Regions from separate parts of the Rattus norvegicus genome. Here regions 2 and 3 are each linked to region 1. A link is a contact called in public Hi-C data. All regions are on one chromosome and are shown on one strand. Each heading gives the region's core, a stretch centred on a gene start, on an enhancer-like site or on the middle of the called end of the contact. The rest is flanking DNA. Distances are from core to core; before and after follow the strand shown.

What was found. Hi-C and Micro-C count contacts between places; a contact is called where the count stands out from the background.
Region 2: a Hi-C map of mammary epithelial cells shows a contact between it and region 1, with 1.9 times the contacts expected there. The contact joins the promoter of Atp6v1b2 here to the promoter of Lpl in region 1. A contact is called at or near these places in 2 of 12 Hi-C or Micro-C datasets (hepatocytes and mammary epithelial cells).
Region 3: a contact with region 1 is called in a Hi-C map of the A7r5 cell line, with 4 times the contacts expected there. The contact joins the promoter of Rps10l2 here to the promoter of Lpl in region 1. A contact is called at or near these places in 12 of 12 Hi-C or Micro-C datasets (the A7r5 cell line, the Rat2 cell line, Schwann cells and 7 more).

The regions. Positions count from the first base shown.
Region 1 is chr16:25,618,767-25,622,264 of GRCr8, reverse strand. It overlaps Lpl (lipoprotein lipase), which reads left to right and starts at 1,664. Exons shown (of 10, transcript NM_012598.2): 1 at 1,664-1,940. The coding sequence starts at 1,853.
Region 2 is chr16:25,406,780-25,410,277 of GRCr8, reverse strand. It overlaps Atp6v1b2 (ATPase H+ transporting V1 subunit B2), which reads left to right and starts at 1,890. Exons shown (of 14, transcript NM_057213.2): 1 at 1,890-2,038. The coding sequence starts at 1,903. It also overlaps a transcript of Slc18a1 not described here.
Region 3 is chr16:25,468,653-25,472,150 of GRCr8, reverse strand. It overlaps Rps10l2 (ribosomal protein S10-like 2), which reads left to right and starts at 1,709. Exons shown (of 1, transcript XM_039094976.2): 1 at 1,709-2,850. The coding sequence starts at 1,823. The coding sequence ends at 2,362.

The DNA.
Region 1 (3,498 bases), core at 415-2,914:
CCCTTTATTAATCCCATAAAATATTAGAGTTCTCTGAAAGTTACAGGTAGCAGTGCAGGTCGGTTTGGAATCCGACTAAATGACTTTTATGTTTGAAACAAGGCTGTGTGGCTACACTGGATAAAACACTTAAGTATTTCTGCACTCCTGGTTTTATGTCTTTTATGCCACTGTCACGTTTTAAAATCAGACAGAGCTTCCTATATACGTCTCTTGGAGGTCGGCCACATCCTAACTATACGCCCTGGAGAATCTCTGCCATTTCCAAAGTCGTTCAGTGGGGCTTTGCTCTTGCCAGCTTTCAAGGTTGGCCACATGCTTCGGAGCCAGTAATGAATGTGAACGATGCCCTGTTTAAGGATCACAAATGCAAGTTGAGAAGGTGAGACATCGGGCTGGAATTCATCTACAGAACAGCATGTGTGGCTTTTATCTGATAGTTGTGAGAAATTTAAAAGGTGGGCTTATATTAAACTATATAGTTTTTGATCCCCTTAACCTGTGTGTGTGTGTGTGTGTGTGTGTGTGTGTGTGTGTGTGTGAAGAGGAGACCATATTAAAAATACTGAGATCAGTAAAGAGAACTGATTTTTTGAGACGGCTTCTCAGCATTAAGGTGGGGAATTTAATCTTTATGGTTTTCTCTAGCTAATCAACACCTTCTTCATTTAAAAAGATACTTGCAGATGAGCACAGTATACGATGTGATTTTATTTTTCTTGCTTTTCTACAAACATGTGCTAATCCACTTTGCAAAAGCTCAGTCTCAACCCTGGCAGAGCACAATTTAATATTAAAGCATCTACACAGTCATACAATGACAAGCCTAGTGGAATTCGGGATATTTCCATCAAGATCCTCACCCTGCCCCCACACTCCCAGCGCCCCATATCCCCCTCACCCTGGAACATCGCTAATCTATGTACTGTCTTTGTAAGTTTGGATTGGTAATTTGGCATGCCTTCTCCCACTGAAAGTCCAGGATAGTTTACAATATTTGACCATGACTTTCTGCCTCTGAAAATAGATGTTATTCTTGAGTTTCTTACTGAATTAGAGGATCGAGTACAATTTACATAAGGTAAAAATTAGAATTATTAACTAATTTCCTTTCTTCTACCACAGAAGGAGATCCATATTGCCAACGATAAAAGGCAGACCGTGCAGGCACCAGGCGCTGAGCAATATGTGTCCTAAGGTCCCTTTGGCCCGTGGGGACCTGTATGTGTGTGTGTGGCGGGGGTACGTTTGAAAGGATCTTTCAAGTTTAACAAAGATTTATCAAAAGGGAGGGGGTGAAAGTGTTGGACACACGCGCTGTTTAAGAGCAAAACTTCTTCCCCTCAGAAAACTGATCGTAGACTACTTAACATAAATCAGCGTAAACCCCTCCTCCCGGCCTCTACAGGGGTCCCTGGGGAGCAGGTTCCTCTGGATAGGCAAACTGGAGCCTAAACGACAAGCAAGCTTTCCCTCCTGCCCTTTCCCCTTCTTCTCGCTGGCACCGTTGAGCCTCGTTACAGTGTGCTCAAATATTTGGAAGTGAATTTAGAGTCCTCCCCCCAACTTATGATTTTATAGCCAATAGGTGATGAGGCTTATTTGCATATTTCCAGTCACTTAAACAGCTGTGCAGTGGAAACGGTGTCAGACTCGATTCCTCCTCCTCCAAGAAATTCTGCCCCTTGTAGCTGTTCTGCCCTCCCCTTTAAAGGTTGACTTGCCCCGCGGCGCTCCACCGCGCTCTAGTCCTCTGACGCCTCCGGCTCAACCCTTTGCAACGCGGATCCCCGCCCGCCTGACTGCCCGCGCAGCGCAGTTCCAGCAGCAAAGCAGAAGGGCGCGCCCGGAGATGGAGAGCAAAGCCCTGCTCCTGGTGGCCCTGGGAGTTTGGCTCCAGAGTTTGACCGCCTTCCGCGGAGGGGTGGCCGCAGCAGACGGTATGTTTTTCGCGCCAGCTCCCCTCCACCTGCAGACCGGGACCAGACCACTTTTTCTCCATCTGAAGATGGGAGGGAGAAAGTTGGAAAGGACGTGCACTAAGCAGGCGCAATAGCCAAAGAGATTCCCGGGAAGGGTGGCTGGAGTGGAATCCAGGAGGAGGAAGGAGAGACTCTGCCTCCCATCACGCTGTGGCGACTCCGGGTTCCCGCTTCTTCTTCTTCTTTCTTTCTTTCTTTATTTTTTTCATTCTCCCGATTTCCCGCTCCGTCCCCAGCTCTCTCCCGCCGCCGGCCATCACAGGGAACGGCGGGGGCGGGGGTGTGACGCGTGGGATGGGGGTGGGGGCGCAGAGGTGGAGAGAAGCTGTAGTGATCGGTGGTAACCTCCTCATAGGCAGTGGGGCTGCTGAATGCAAGGCATGTGGGCCAAGGTGACCCTAACTTTGCTGGGACTACGGGTCAGACCCCTCTGTAGGCGGGAAGAGTGAACCGAGTGTGCCCCCATCGCGGGTGCGGGTGGGAGGACGCGTTGTGTGCATTCCAACTGCATAGGGCACTGTCGCTCTCGGCTATGGGCTACTGTGAGAGTGGGAATGCGCGGCGGTGCCGGGGAACGCATGGCACGGAGTCCTGGGAAACCGCGTCCTGTAAGCGTTCCTTGCGCTCGCTCGGCTTAGCTTGGTATTCAGGAAAGCCCAGCAAAGAGCCTATCTTCCAGAAAACGAGGCTCAGCCATCAGCAGACTGGAACCTGTGGCTTGGAGGTTGCCAGTTCAGCACTGTGTCCTATCCTTGCTGTCCTAGGAGAGGCTCGCCCTAGCTGAGAGCACATGGGATTTTCTAGAGCAGTTAGCAGTTAGCAGTTAGGAGGTCGCTTTCACCATTATGGTCCCAAAATCGGTCATCTCCACGGCTCTGCCTGCTCTCTGCCTAGAGAAGACGACTAGGGTCGGTAGCAAGTTACTTTATGGCCTTGAAGTCCAGACCTGCCCACAATTGAGAAGCCTTGTTACTTGAACCTTGATTGAGCTAACAGAACACAGACACAAAAAAATGACTGAACTCAGCCATAAAAGGAGGCTGGAGTTTCCTTGTGTTGCTGCTGGTGGACTCGCCACCAGGGTGGTGTCCCCTGGAGGTGCTCTAAGGTGGCACGTCCGCAGCCTAATTCCAGTTTTAGTGGAGTCTATGAGTGCAGCTGAAAGCTAGCTTTTATTTCTGCGTATAGTTGTAAATGTCTTGTTATCAAAGGCGAGAGAATCGGTCATGGCAGAACTGCACTAAAGTAAGAATCTCGGGTGTTTTGAGGACACTGGGGATTCTGTCTCTGCTGTGGCAAGCTATCTTTCTACATAGTTTGCAACTCTGGTTAAGAAAATAGGAGCAAACGCTCAATTCATATTTCAGAAACTACACCACAGTATAACACGACTTTTACCGTAAACTCCCGTGGAAAAGGTCGTCTCCATTTTCAGGTTTTGCTTCCTTCAGAAGCTCTGGACCCAGCTTTTCAGCTGCTTAGTGTCACCCTTCTGGGTTTAGCCGCATGAGCTCTT
Region 2 (3,498 bases), core at 641-3,140, 210 kb after region 1:
ATCAAGGTAGCCCAAATCCCTGCACAGATGAGACTGCTGCTGTTGACTTACCCTAGCCTGAGGAACTATTGGCAACAAATGGCTGCTGAGGGTAGGAACAGAGTCTGTTTTGTTCAGAAATATGGTCCCTGAGAGGTCACCCATGTAGAGTGGTCCTACATCCACGCACATACAAGCAGCACAAAGTTGACTGAGTAGACTTAAAAAGCAAACAAACACATGAACTTGGTAGGGATAGAATGGCAGGAGACAGGGTAAGAATTGGAGGAAAGAGAGCTGGGGAGTAGATTTGATCAAAATGTGTTATACACTTGCACAAAATTCCCCGGTGATAAAAACGTGTAAAAGAACTCTACAGAACTCATTGTTTGCATTCAATTACCTCTTAATATTTCCAACAATTTTATAGAGGTTTGGAGGATTATTATATATGGAAATGAGATGCACCCAACGTAGACTTGAAGTATCATTTACTTCAAGTACATTTACTTTGTTTGCAACACCATTTGAGTGATTCTTAGTCAAAATGCTTGGAAGCAGGAATGCTTTAACTCTCCAATTTCTTTCTTAAAAATTGTGAAATATTTGCATTTACATAATGATATGTCTTGTCTATAGGCTGTAAGTCTAGAGATAAAACTCATTTATGTTCCATACATACCTCTCATATATAGCCCAAAGGGAAATTTATAACAATATAGTAATGGGGCTGGGGAGATGGCTCAGTGGTTAAGAACACTGGCTGCTCTTCCAGAGGACCTGAGTTCAATTCCCAGCACCCACATGGTGGCTCACAACCATCTGTAATGAGATTGGAAGTCCTCTTCTGGTGTGTCTGAAGAGAGTGACAGTGTACTCATAAACATAAAAATAAATAAATCTTTTTTAAAAAACAATATAGTAATTTTGTGAATGAAGCAAAGTTCTGTGTTTCCCAAAGTGATGCTAAGTTACAACCCTTACCTAAGGCCAGTCTAGGTATCCTCTTGTGTATTTGTCAACAAATCTATGGAGAACTACCACAAAGAAGTTTTTCATTATGTTGCCCTATCACAGCAAAGTTCCTTAGTCTGCCTCTTCTGTTCTTACATTGTAAACAGAACTACAATCAATTTACTGTTGTTCGTTTCTCACAGGCTGGCTTTTCTATTTGTTTTAGGTTCACTGTGTACCTCTGGCTGCCCTAGTACTCAGACCTTCCTGCCTCTGTCACCTGAGTGCTGGGATTAAGGCATGCGCCATCACACAAGGCCAACAGCTAGCTAATTTTATTGCAGCAAAAGAAAACAAACTAGAACCCTATGTGAGTTCTAACCTCTTAACTGGTTTTCCAGTTTGTTCCTAAGGTGGTCTCCACACGGATGTGCAAGAAAGCCAAGTCTGGTGAACAAATCCGCGAGAGAAAGACCTGGGTAGAAAGATAAACTGAAATAAATTACGACACAAAGTTAGCAATCATGGAACTAGGTTTTCTATCTTCTGCTCTCCAAGGTGTTTTTCACAGCTTGATAACGGACATCAGTTGTCTGTATTTTCTTGCGCACGTTTTCCTACCTCCTCTTTCCCTGCTTTCCAATGAATCTTTTTCTTTTTCTCTTGAGTTCTCTGTCTTGCGTCCATTTTGCCCTCTGGCCCCTCTCGTTTCTCTTTTCCCGCTCCCGGCCCGGGATCCGCGCTCCCAGCACTCTGGTCAGCTCCCTATCGCACGCTAGCACGCGCGCGCACCCTGCGCCGCCCCCGCAGAACTCCAGTCACGAGTCTGGGGGCGGAGCGCCGCCGAGAGGGCGGGGCTTCTGCCGCAGCTTCGCAGCGCGCACGGGCGGAGCCGGCCGCACGGGCCTCCCTGCTATATCTGCGCCTGCGCCGCGCTGCTGCGGGGCCAGTCGGGACGGAGGAGACAAGATGGCGTTGCGAGCGATGCGGGGAATCGTGAACGGGGCCGCGCCCGAGCTGCCCGTGCCCACCGGTGGGCCGATGGCCGGAGCTCGGGAGCAGGCGCTGGCGGTGAGCCGGAACTACCTCTCCCAGCCTCGTCTCAGTGAGTACGGGAACGTGAGCGTGTCCACCTAGCCCTTGGCTTGTGTTCACCTGTTCAGCCAGCGGGGAGGGAATGGGATTCATTTCCCCCATCGCGCAGTTCACAAGCACCTCTCCAGCTTTGCGTGAGCTTTTCGGTCACTTGGGTGGACTGAGGGTGAGAGCACCGACAGGAACCTTCCCATGGGCTAAGTGGGCTCCTGACGATTGCTCTACCCGCTCCGAGTTCCCTGGCTTAGAGTATTGTCAGGCACTTGTCTGTCTCTGAGGGCCACTTGTCACTCGTATCTTCATCTGTTCCTGGCCTCATTTAAATGTCTCCGGGTCGAAGGAACGCCCACTCCGTCCCCTTTGCCCCGAGGATCTCTGGGCAGGTGGACCGAGCAGAAGGTGTAGTGTCATCGCTGACGTGGGCAGGCCCGCGACTAGAGGGAGATGTGGCTAATTCTGTAGGGACCGCTTCACCGGAGGACACCTTAGATACCGGAGAACCTTAGAGCTGAAAAATACCTTAGTCGTGCAGTCCCACCTCTCATTTTACAAGCGAGACGCCTAAGGTTATGGAAAGGAGAGGCCATGCCAGGCTTCAGACATCTAATTATTGGAAAAAGGGGAACCAGAAATCGAGTTTATTAACCCTTGCTTGGCCTTGTCTTGTTTCTTCGTTTTCTGATCAGCTAACCAAACTCAGTTGAATGGAAGGTCGCTTTCCACTGTTATATGCATAGGCTTAAGTGTAGTGGTTATAAAAGATTCAATTAGCCATGGTTAAGTAGACAAGTCAGTCAGTCATTCCCAAATGACTGAAGATTTCGGTTGTATAAAATCAAACCTCTTCACAGCTTCCTTAAAGTCAGGCAGAGAGCTTTGAAAGAAGACTTTTTTTTTTTAAGTATCTGTTGTTTTCCAGATAATAAGATCATGTTTGCACTGGTTAATTGCCAGCTTGACTCTGTGGGTGGCTCATTGGTTAAAAGGCATCTCAGCTGAAGGATTTTAGCTAGGCGCCCTCCAGCCTGACTAATCCTGTCCTGAGCTGTCTGTCAGTGGGTCATGTGATAACACTGCAGTGTGGGGAAGGGAAAAAAAGCACATTGGAGAGCAGATTGCTGAGGTGTGCCTTTTAAGCATTTTTTAGAATAATTGTTAGACTTAGAGAATGCCTGTTAGAGGTTCATGTGAGCAGAAAGAAACGTTGAGAAAACTAACAGATTTATACCGGAGAATTACAGATTATCGTGAATTGCATTTGGTATGTATGCTTTGCTCTGAGCAGAGCACATAGACGCTGGTGTGGCTTCTAGGAAACAAGGTTACACGGTTATAATAGTCTGTTTGCATATAATAAGTCATTCAGAGTCGATTCAGAGTGTAGACTACTCCATGGCTAAGGTCATAAGCCCTTCAGAGAGATGAGTAGTGTTACTCCACCGTATACATGTACTTGGCCAACGTTTGAAG
Region 3 (3,498 bases), core at 460-2,959, 150 kb after region 1:
GATGACAAGAAGAAAATCTACATGTAACTCCATGGCACTGTTCCATATCAGTTGAGTGGATGCATAGTGCACAACCACAGGTATGGCAGACTAACTATAGCCCCAAATAGCTGTGAACTTAAACCTGGACTTCCTGGGTTAGACTCAAACCTTTTTGGAAAGGAAACTTGTGGCTTGCCACATCTAAGGTCATTTTAGGTCCATGCAATGACCTGACATCTCACCTCTCCTTGACTATGTGTGGGGGTTTTTTTTGGTTTTTTGTTTGTTTGTTTGTTTGTTTTTTGTTGTTTTTTTTTCTCTTTCACGAGACTCTGACATTTTCACAGAGTCATAGAGACCTTATCTCTACTTCGTGGTCAAACATCCCCTCTAGCCAGGTGTCTTCCCCACCACCACCACCTTCCTCCCTGATCAAACACTCTTCTTATGTTGGAGCATCAGGGGCTGATATGCGTGCACGTGTGAGTGGAGGTTAGAAGACAACCTTGAGGCTCACCGCCTTGTATTTTGAGACAGGGTCTCTCACTGGCCAAGTAGGCTCAGCTACCTAGCCCGCAAACCCCAGCGTTCCTCCTGCCTGTCTCTACCTTTCCAGGAGCGGGAGTATAAACATACACACATCAGCATGCCTGGCACTTTATATGTTCTGAGGATCAAACTCAAGTCCACCAGCACTTTGAGGTTTTGTCTTTTACTGTCTATTGTAGTGCTAAGTGAGAGCCCCCAACACCTGGAGCAAGCAGGTGCTTGTAGACCCTGTGGCCCGGCCCCCAATGAATTGTGATTGGTAAATAAAGATGCCAACAGCCAATAGCTGGGTAGAGGAGACATAGGTGGGGTTGAGGTTTCAGAAGCCCCCATGTAAGAAGAAGAACTACAGGTTATTAAAAAATATAAAGGCTGTGTGTGTCTATCATCCAGGATCATAAATGGTCTAAGGTGGGGAAGAAGTCCCAGGCCGGACTGTTAAATATTTTTATTATACAGGGCTATCCCCTCAGCTCCAGTCTTGTTTTTCTAGCATGGTACCTGATATAATGTAAGAGCATCACATAGGATAATGATGACCGTGGAAATGAATGAATGAATGAGTGAGTGAGTGAGTTGCTGAGTGTAAACTGAAGGAGAGAGATGGGAGAAGGTCAAGGCAGAGAACACAATAGCGTACATAGATTAACAGGGAGTCTTCCACTTAAATGATAGGATCTGGGAGAACACTGGCTGGTGGTCAGCTGCCTGGGGAGGTTAGGGCAAGCAAAGCGCAGCGCCTGTGACCACTTGAATGCTCTGAACTAAAAGGTGCCAGAAGAGAGATCAAAACAACGTCTACTTCATAAATTTCCACAGGCCTTTTGTCAAGTAACAGTTTCACAGGATTGGTGGAGTGGGAGGTGTGAAGAGAGGAGCTAAAAATCCCTGGAAGTGAGAACGCTCCCCCCCCCCCCCCCGAAGACGTAGATTCGACCGTGTGGTAAGGGCGCCACCTGCTGGATTTACACAGAATGAACGCAGACTCCCAAAGAGTGTCAGCCTAGCACTGACACTCCTAACAGTTCCAGGCCAGGGTGATACAACAGAAAAAGAAGCCCAAACTCCAGGACAGCTAAAACAATCCTGAATAAAAAAAGAGCCGAAGGGGATTTTACTATCCCCAATTTCAAATTGTATTACAAAGCTAAATTAGTAAAAATAACGTGGCATGGACACAAAAACAGACACACTGATCCGTGGAATCAAATTAAAGACCCAGACATAAATCCACACACCTGTGGACACTCGTTTTTCTATTTCAAAAGAGGGGCGGCGGGCTGCGCCGTGCATGCGTCTTCCTTTCCAACCTTTGCCTTGGACCTTGCATTCCGTGGCGATGTTGATGCCCAAGAAGAATCAGATTGCCATCTATGAACTCCTTTTTAAGGAAGGAGTGATGGATGCCCAAAAAGATATTCATGTGCCCAAACACCCCGAGCTGGCAGACAAGAATGTGCCCAACCTTCATGTCACGAAGGCCATGCAGTCTCTCAAGTCTCGAGGCTACGTGAAGGAGCAGTTTGCTTGGAGACATTTCTACTGGTACCTCACGAATGAGGGCATCCAGTATCTCCGAGATTACCTGTACCTACCTCCGGAGATCGTGCCTGCCACCCTGAGCCGCAGCCGTCCTGAGACTGGTAGGCCTCGGCCCAAAGGTGCAGAGGGTGAGCGGCCTGCAAGATTCACAAGAGGGGAGACAGACACCTATAGAGGAGAGCTGTGTCCCCCTGGAGCTGACAAGAAAGCTGAGGCTGGGGCTGGCTCAGCAACAGAATTCCTGTTTAGAGAAGGCTTCGGCCATAGATGTGGTCAGCCACCTCAGTGAAGTTGGAGATGATGTCGTGTAAAATAACTTTAAAGAAAAACATGAAGCGGGGGGGTGCAGAAAGACACATGGAGAAAAAAACACAGCACCTTCAACAAGCAGTGCTCATCAAACTGGATGTGCACATGTAGAAGAATGTAAATAGATCCACACTTATCACCCTGCACGAAACTCAACTCCGAATGAATCAAAAATCTCAACGTAAAACCAGCTCCACTGGACCGGAGAGAAGAGAAAGTGGGGAGTAGCTTTGAACTCATTGACACAGGGAAAACCTTTTTGAACAGAACACCAACAGCACAGAGACTCTGACCAACAATGAAGACATGGGACCTCGTGACGCTGAGACGCTTCTGCACTGCAAAGCACACCGTCATTCAGACAAAGCGTCAGCCTACAGAATGGGAAGAGTCTCTTACCAACTATGCATCTGATAGAGGACTAATATCCAAAATATATTTTTAAAAAACACCCTAGGTGTCAAGGAAACAAACCAGTTTTAACATGGGACCCAGATCTTAAAAGAGAATTCTCGAGAGGAAATTCAAAAAGCCCGAGAAACACTTAAAGAAATGTTAAACATCCCTTAACTACAAGGAAATGCAAATCAAAACATACACCTGTCGGAATGGCTGAGCTCAGTGGAAGAAGTGGTAGCTCATGCTGGAGAGGCTGTGGAGTAAGGGGAACAGTCTTCCATTGCTGGTCAGAGTGAAAACTTGTGCAGTCACTGTGGAAATCAGTGAGGTAGTTCCTCAGATGGGAATAGATCTACCTCAAGATCCAGCTCTATCTTGGGCATATACCCAAAGGATGCTTCTTCCTACCATACAGACACTTGCTCAATCATGTGCAAAGTTCATTGTTACTCTATTCATGGTAGCCAGAAATTGGAAAAGAAAAAAAAACCTAGATATCCCTCAATGAGTATGGATAAAGAAACTGTGGTACATTTACACAATCGAGTATTACTTACCTGTTTAAAAAAATCATGAAATTTGTAGGTAAATGGATGGAACTAGAATAAACCATCCCGGGTGAAGTAACCTAGACCCAGAAAGACATATGTGGTGTGTATTCATTTATATGTGGATCTCAGCTGTTAATCCAGCGATAACCAAGCTACACTCCAAAGA